3 separate regions of the Rattus norvegicus genome follow, and regions 1 and 2 are each linked to region 3. A link is a contact called in public Hi-C data. All regions are on one chromosome and are shown on one strand. Each heading gives the region's core, a stretch centred on a gene start, on an enhancer-like site or on the middle of the called end of the contact. The rest is flanking DNA. Distances are from core to core; before and after follow the strand shown. Region 1 has its middle 15 kb from the start of Rfc3. Region 2 overlaps Stard13 (StAR-related lipid transfer domain containing 13). Region 3 holds the start of Stard13 (StAR-related lipid transfer domain containing 13).

Region 1 (2,736 bases), core at 213-2,712, 250 kb before region 3:
TGATGGATGATAGATAGGTAGACAGCATGACAGATGATAGAGGAAATTACATTATGTGGCAATGTGATTTGACTTCCAAATCAGAGTTTGTCTGTGTTAGCCGTGGAGAATTCAGTAACGATGTAATAATGTAATAATTTAATTCTGATCATTCATGCCCCCAAAGTCTCATCTCAGAGAAGCAGATAATTGAAGCGGCATTTGTTTACTCTAGTTTATATTATCGGGTTAATTAATTCTACTTCCCATTTCCGTTTGCTAATGTAATGTGACCTCAATGTTCCGTTCTGAGTAGATTGGTTAGGAGACTTGGTTTACACACGTGGCTCTTGCAAATGCAATCTGAGACATATACATGCATTGCAACCACCATCACTAGATGAAGACCTAATTAATTCATTCTGCAGAAAAGTAAAAATGAATGCTTCCAATTAATGGATGGCACACACCAAAGTTAGTATTTAGTTAAATATTCAAATAAGTCCATGTTTTAGTTTGCTTTCCGTTGAGGTGATTAGCCACACTGACCAAACACAACTTGGGAAAGAAAAGGTTTATTTCATCTTATGGCCTAGGGTCCATCACCCAGGGAAGCCAGGGCAGGAGTTTAAACAGGAACCTGGAGGCAGGAATTGAAACAGAGAACATTGCTCACTGATTTGGTCCCCATGGCTTGCCCAGCCTGTGATTTTTTTTTTTTTTTGCTTTTTTAAAGTTTTTTAAAAAATATTATATATGAAACACTACATTGTTTCTTCAGGTTTCAACCTGAAAAGACATCAACTAAATATGCCAGAGGAACCAGAACAAGAAAAACTTGTTTTTGCTTAATGAAGAGAAAGAACAGACAGAAAGAAGGAAAAACACAGATTGGTCCAATAATAATTCAGATTATGAATTACTGACCAAGGTTTAAACAAGATTTTGATTTGTAACTCAGACAACACCTTATATGAAAATGCATCATGGAAGAGACTCTCATTCATGTCATGGCCACATGTCCTAGGGTGGCAGTGCTCAGGAGGCTGGGCCTTCCTACCTCGATCAACAACCAAGAAAATGCCTCACAGACTGCCTGAAGACCAATATGATGAAGGCAATTCCTCAGGTGAGGTTCTCTCTTCCCGGGTGGGCCATCACAGCCAACATTAACACCACAGCCAGTGTCTGAGCTTAGCTGCTACCCCCAAATCTCTCCATTACATCTTTCAAACCACCTCTCTAAACTAGGCCCAGTCACACATATTTATTAATTATAAACTTCCATATTCTTTGCTACCCAGACATGCTGTCCAAAATCACCTCTAAGATGCTGTTTTGCATTCTTTGGTGTAATTATATCTGCATTTCCTGGTTCCTTGTGGGCATGTGTAAGAATTTCATAATTGTGTAAGAATGTGTCTGTCCTCTCCCTTTGGAGACTCCATTCTGAGGCTTTTCCTAGTGCTTGCTATTCTCAAGTTTTGATGAGTAACACTGCCCTATGTCTTCTGGAAGCTCTGAGCAGAATGGGAAGGAATGTCTATCACAGACATTCTTTTGTCCTTTGTAATTTTCTCTCCCAAGGAAAGTCAGAAACATTGTAACTATCTGAGACCTTAAAAATGTGCACAGAACAAGCACACAGCTTTTCCTGTTAAAATTCTTTTTAGATTTATTTTTACGTGTACAAGTGTTTTTGCCTGCTTGTATCTGCATGCCTGAGGATGTCGGAAGGGACACCAGGTCCCCTGAAACTGAAGTCACGGGTGGTTGTAAGCCTCCATTTGGGTGCTGGAAACTGATCCAGGCAAGACCAGCTAGTGTTCTTAACCCTTGAGTTATCTCTCCAGCCTCTAATATAGCTGTTCTTCATTGGACATCTTAACTTCTAGCTACAACAGTTTTGGACGTTGTGCTCCTCCTGATCTTATAAGCTTACAGTATGGCGGCATCCTTATTGTCTCTGTGACCAGACTGAAATTAGTATTTTGAACCAGCCTGGTTCGGAACTTGCTATGTAGACCAGAGTGGCCTTGAACTCACAGAAATCTACCTCTGCCTCCTGAGTGCCAGGAATAAAGGTATGTCCCACTGTGCCCAACTAGTGCTGTTATGGGAGGGAGCCCAGAGGACTCTCTCGCCCATTTTCTATTTATAGCAAGAAGATGGTATCCCTGAACCAGCAACTGGCATCTTGACCTTGGACTTCCAGGTTTTAAAACTGTTAGAAATGAAAGTTATGTGGGAAGTCACTTAACCCATGGCACTTTTGCTGTAGCAGTCCAAGTGGACACCCTCAAAAGCAATCTGGAAATTTCATACTCTGCTTAGAAATAAGGCATCCATTAGACGCTGGTTGTCTAACAGAATGTCTTCCAACTGGGACCCACCTCAAGGGTTGGGAAAGCAATCAATCAAAACCTGAATAAAAGACTATTAGAATTTTCATGTAATTATGTATAAGCACGTGTCCTACTTTGGAGTCTGTTGTTGTGATAAAGCGTTGGCCAAAGCAATTCATGAATAATAGCCCACCCAGACTTCCCATGCCAACCTTTAAAAACCTATACGCATGCTACCTCTCCTGACAAGAGAAATGGTGCAGGTGTGATTCAATGAAAGCTCTTGAGATTGGGAAATTATTGGGGGGAAATGGAATCCTGCAGTCATTTGTGAGCATGCGCGTGCGTGCGTGCGTGTACAACGGTATGTGTGCATATTTGCCCGTGTGCAGTTTTGTCGAAGATGTGAATT
Region 2 (2,700 bases), core at 182-2,681, 130 kb after region 3:
CTCGTTCTTGTCAGCTTCTCTGGGCACTGCGGAAGGAAATTAAACCTGTCCCATGCCCAGAGCTTCTGGGTGAGTCACGCAGAAGACTTTTGACCTCAAGAGTGTCCTTAGGAGCTGCCAGCTCCAAAAACCAGAGCCCCGCCTCCTGTGCTCTGCCTCCTGTGCTCTGCCTCTGACCTCACTGAATGGGTTCTCTCCTGGACGTTCAGGATTAAATCACTTGGGACATCTCTTTTTTAAATGTAGCATCTCCATCTGTAATTAGCCAGATCTGGGGTTATTTTGAAGCAGCGGGGTGTCCTCTCTTTTGACTTGCACAAAGTAATAATTACACCTAATGCATCTTAACTCACCATGGAGTAACCCAACCCTTGGAAACCAGTCCTCCCCCGCCCCAGCCCCCACATTTATATTCCAAAGAGTCTCAGTCATTTTGGCTTGACCTCATCATAAAAGCAATCCAGCTGAGGAGATAAGAGAGGGAGAAACAGTGTCCGGAGAAGTATTCAACCGTGAGGGAATTATGCAGGCCACAAACAAATTTAAAATGTGGGAACAGACCTCCCAACAGCTGTCTGGCTACACAGACCCCCTTGAGAGGTGCCCTGACTATTTGAAGCACGCAGGTCAGATGTCGTCTTGGTCATAACACATGGTTCTTACTAAACCGAATGCAGCCGTCCCTGGGAGTCCGAGACCAGGTGGCTGCTCTGTGCAGATTTCTCACAAAAGAGAATGTCAAAAAAAACGAATGACGCACGGTGTTTCCCACAATGTGGAGCAAAGGGCTCTTTGCCCTGTCACCTACCTGCTCTGCAAAATGTCCGTGGTCTCAAGGCTCTCTGTGCAGCATACAAATTAGTCACCTTGGTATTCTGACCTGCTTGGGACTTTTTTATATCCGTTGCAGTGACACATGCACTTCCTCTCCCCTCAGTGGGAGCCTCACAAATAAATGCACATGAATAGAGTACTGCTTCTCACAGTGCAAACTGAAGGCTCCCAGACTGTTTCCAGATAAAAACATTCCCGCATATGGTGCCTCGTCACCTGTCAGTCCCCGTCCTGGGCAGTGTCTGGCTGGTCCCAAGCAGCCATAGCACACTCCTGACGTAACTGTAGGTTGGTCCTTTATTGGCAAACAAAATCATTTTTTTGAGTAGGGACCAAGTCTAGGCCCAATGATAGGAGAAAGAGTGGGAGACTTGAGAATCAAGTGCCCCAGAAAGCTATCGAGAGCTCCAGTCAGAAATAGAAAGTGATCAAGAAAGAATTAAAAACAGGACACCGTGTGTCCTGTCTACAGATCCTGTGAGGCAGAATCTTCATCTCCCATCCGCAAGAATCATAGATTTGAGTTTTTCAGTATGGTCCACACATGCCTTAGTCATCCAAGGCCACAGACTCCTCCCTTGAAGGCTCTGGGTGGGGGTGCTTTCAGGGCAGCCCTGGTAGTTAGTGAGTAAATGCTGGCATGGAGTCAGTCGCCCTCAAACCACAGACCAAAAAAGCAAAGGTGAGATTTGAAGCCTACCAACTCTTCTCTCTTAAAAAGTTGTTGAAATTGTTCTGGACCCCAATGCCCATGAGTCCCTTGGCCTAAGCCATATGGGCAGTGCATTGTTTTTTTACGATGGAAACTCATCTTGCCATTACAGTACCAAGTTCTTCAGTTTGTTTTGCCTGTCTTGGGAAATTTTAATTTTGAAGACTCGATGAACCAAGTCAAGGAACAAAGATGGATGTCAACAAAGAAGCACGGGCACTGAAGCCTGGCTTCTATTGCGCGTGTGGTCTGTCCTGCTTCTATCCCTGTGGCCTAGCATCTGCCCTCACATGCACAGACTCACCAGAACCCTACTGAGAGGCATTTCTGGAAGCAGGATGGGGAGGCATTCCAGCAATGGGGCTGATTCATCAGTCTACCAGAACACCAAGGAGACCATCACTGCATCCCAGTAGGCCAACTCACTGGTGTGGGTAACGCTGATGGACGTTGCAACGTTAGCCTCTAGATGCCTGTGTAACTGTGGCTTTGCCTCCTGTCGCAGCTGCAGATTTGTATGGCTCCCTTTGCCTGTTTCATTTCATTTTGTTTTGTTTTTAAAAACCCGTTTCTCAGTTTCCAGTGGTATCCGGCTAGTAGGAATGTGTAATTTTAGTAAAGAATGTTCTCATTTAGAAGAAAGCCAATGCAAGAGACTCATCCAGACTAAAATCAATGCAGAGTCAAGCTACCTATTCTTGGACAAATATTACTACCAACTGATTCACGCCAGCTAGCATCATGGTGACATTGAATGGCCCCGAGTGGCCGGTGTTTAGAAAGATAGCTCTTAAGGCTCCCATTAAAGTTAGCATTTTAATAAGACTCTGGATCATGTCCAAAGGTGGAAAGCCACACAGAAATTGTGAGTAAAACCTCAGGGCTAGGACCTTCTCAGCTAGATGCCAAGGGCATTACTGAGTTCCTGAAACTGTGACAAGGGCCTGATTTCCATCCTCACCTCTGACATGTTGACTTCCATGCCCCGCATCTCCTGCCAAACACAGTCCTTCCTGGCAGCTGTAGGCAGCAAGGGCAAGCAAGAGGAAGTGAACACAACAGCCATCACCTGAGTGGCTGAGAAGATAGTGACAGACTTGACTTACAGAGGCATATGGATGTCTCAGAATCCTCTGAATTGGGAGGGATCCTAC
Region 3 (2,700 bases), core at 89-2,588:
TCCAGGCTTAGAATTCATTAAGTTTTCTACCTTTTGTTGTTGTTGTTTGGTGATGGTGATGGTGATGGTGGTGGTGGTAGTGGTGGTGGCGGTGATGGTGATGGTGATGGTGATGGTGGTGGAGGGTTTTTTGTTTATGTTTGTGCTTGTTTGTTTGCATCAACCACTTGTAAAGAGCAAAGAGCTGGGGAGGAGAAATTCTGATGGCTTGCATATGGCTTCTCAGCTATGGTTAAACTGACTAGCAGTTTCTTTACCCACACCCTCTGGCTCTCGTGCCTGTGGATACAGAACTCTCCTGCAGAGAGAGCTCTCCCCAGCTTCTCCTGTCAGAACTCCTGGACTTTGTTTCTGTCATGGTTTTTTGGTTTGGGAATTTTGGTTCTGTTTTTTAAAACCAGTCTCTCTGGCTGGGTCTGACTTGTTACCACCCCTCCAGTCAGAAATAATGTTGTTCGACTAGCATTATGCTAGTCTCCTCTCTCGTGTTCTTTTTAAATTGAGACATATGCTCTCTATAAGCCTTTATTAGCACTTACTATAAGTTCCCACTAGTTCCCCGTGGACCAGCAGCCTACCCAGGATCTTTGAAAGGCCACCTGCATCCTGTGTAGTGATTCTTGGCAGCGGCTTCCATATGACTAGTACTTTGCAGTTGTTTAGTGGTGATGAAAAACTGGAGGAAGTGGACAAATTAAAGGAGCAGGGCTGGGTGTTCAGGTTGTCTCTTTAGGTCTTCTCTGTAAGAAGAGCATCTTTTCTAGCTCCCCTGTCCAATGGTGGTCCCGAGGGTCTTTATTTACCCCTAGTGTCAACATAGGATTCAAAAGTTTGTTTTTTTTTAGAAACGTTTTATTTCATTAATTTCGTTGTGATGAAGGCTAGTATTTTATCCCCAGCGACCCGTACTTACTTTAAATGGTGTATTTCAAATACACAGCTGCAGGTAACACGGCTACCTTCTTTTGTTTTTTTTTTAATTAAACCTAGTTGCCGCTGACTTTAGTAAAGCCAAAAACTTTGTCTTTCATAACCTCAAAAAGTTCCTACGCCAGGGCGTGTTCGGCCCCTCCTGTCCTCTCTGTGTCCCTCTCCTCTCTCAGCTCTGGTGTTGGGGGGGGGGGGCTTGGTGAGCCCCAGGCGCTTCTAATTCTCTAATAGCTATTAGCATGAAGGATCTCAGCTGCTAGTGCAGCCTCGCGGTCAGCTTTGGGCTGATGGAACACGCCCAGTACTTTCTCCTCCTCCTGTGATTGGCTCCCGAGGTCACGTGAGAGCCCCGGAGGGTTTGGAATTCTGACTTGCGGCTTTTGGCACTCCTTTTTCTTTTTAAAAATCGCTGGGTCTGTGGCTCTCTCCTGGGGCTTGGTGTCTTTGCCGGAGGCTGGAGACAGCTGCGAACAGCCACCGGCAGCTGAGGTGGCAGTGGAAACTCTCCCGAGATGTTCAGTCAGGTGCCCAGGACGCCGGCTGCAGGCTGCTACTGTCTAAATCCCTTGACACCTGAGAGCCAGGAGATGTACTTGCGATTTGATCAGACTGCCAGACGCTCTCCCTACAGGATGAGCCGGATCCTAGCGCGCCATCACCTAGTGACTAAAATTCAGCAAGGTGAGTTGCGGGCACTGCCAAGGTGCCGCTTATTTCTGTTGGCTCCGTCTTTTGCTACTTGCAAAGTTATTGTTTGCACTGTACACCGCACGGATTCTTATGCCACGCTGCGTGGAATTCTTTCAAATAACTTTAGACCTCGATTCTAAGCAGTCTGTCACAGCACTGAGCGCCGCCTAACTCACAAAAATATTTCCAGCAGGACGTGAATCATGAATTCCTAATCCTCCATGTGTCAACAGAGCAAGTGAGGAAGGTTTACTCAGTGTGTGTCTTGGGGAACTTTTCTGCAGGTAAACTCATACTCTGGTCACATTTAAAAGTGGACACTTGTTTGTTTAATTGGGGAGAGAGCAGAGAGCTGGTGGCTAATGCCCAGGGTTTATAGTACATCTTCATTGAAGGAAAACACCGGGAATCTTACCTTAAGGCCATCGGACTGACAACTTGAATTACATTCTCTTCCTGTCTGTGTGTTTGTGTGGATAGTTACCACTGATTTGTTGACATGGCTTTCTTGCTAAAGGATAAATGTGACTCTTCACCTCAAAACAGAGCCTATGAGTACACACCCTTAGCCCTGGCTTCCTAAGGCAAGTTGACAGTACTGATTCAGACTAACTGATCCTTTTCTATTCTCGGGGAAAAAAATTAAAAACTCTTGTACCCTGAACATTAATAAAACTCATGATTTTTTTTTAAGGCTTAAAGCTTAAAACATGTCCCTGTGTGGTAGAAATCCAAAGAATGGGAAGTGAGCCACTGAGCTGGTAACCATTTAAAAGACAGACACATCTATCCACAGTCAGTAAATAGTCACCTCGCTCCTAACTACAGACCTAACTGAACCATTACATTGGCCCTACCAGGAATTTCAAGAGCTATTATGAAAACAGTTCCCAGTTAGATAAATGAATTTGAGATTATATTGAATTTTAGAGGGGAAGTTAAAGTCTCTAATCTTAAAAGATCTTACTGTAATGTCTCCAAAAGGAACAATACATATTCTAGCAGCGGCCTTTAACGAGATTGTCTCCTTGGAAATCGGCATTTGTTTGGGAAGGTTCAGGAACTGGCTATGTGTGAAGG

Evidence for each region. Hi-C and Micro-C count contacts between places; a contact is called where the count stands out from the background.
Region 1: a contact with region 3 is called in a Hi-C map of Schwann cells, with 6 times the contacts expected there. The contact joins the enhancer-like site here to the promoter of Stard13 in region 3. A contact is called at or near these places in 2 of 12 Hi-C or Micro-C datasets (the A7r5 cell line and Schwann cells).
Region 2: a contact with region 3 is called in a Hi-C map of the A7r5 cell line, with 2.2 times the contacts expected there. The contact joins the enhancer-like site here to the promoter of Stard13 in region 3. A contact is called at or near these places in 3 of 12 Hi-C or Micro-C datasets (the A7r5 cell line, the Rat2 cell line and liver).

Annotation. Positions count from the first base shown.
Region 1 is chr12:5,820,312-5,823,047 of GRCr8, reverse strand. No RefSeq gene overlaps it. Among named protein-coding and RNA genes, the nearest start is that of Rfc3, 15 kb to the left of the region's middle. Within about 2 kb of position 1,462, at least 12 of the 93 cell types and tissues checked have an H3K27ac peak or open chromatin away from gene starts, as enhancers often do. A contact at or near this core is called in Schwann cells, where this site is marked.
Region 2 is chr12:5,436,287-5,438,986 of GRCr8, reverse strand. All of the region lies in intron 4 of Stard13 (StAR-related lipid transfer domain containing 13), which reads left to right. Among named protein-coding and RNA genes, the nearest start is that of Trnap-agg21, 38 kb to the left of the region's middle. Within about 2 kb of position 1,431, at least 11 of the 93 cell types and tissues checked have an H3K27ac peak or open chromatin away from gene starts, as enhancers often do. A contact at or near this core is called in the A7r5 cell line, where this site is marked.
Region 3 is chr12:5,568,829-5,571,528 of GRCr8, reverse strand. Stard13 (StAR-related lipid transfer domain containing 13) reads left to right here and starts at 1,338. Exons shown (of 14, transcript NM_001109060.1): 1 at 1,338-1,611. The coding sequence starts at 1,443.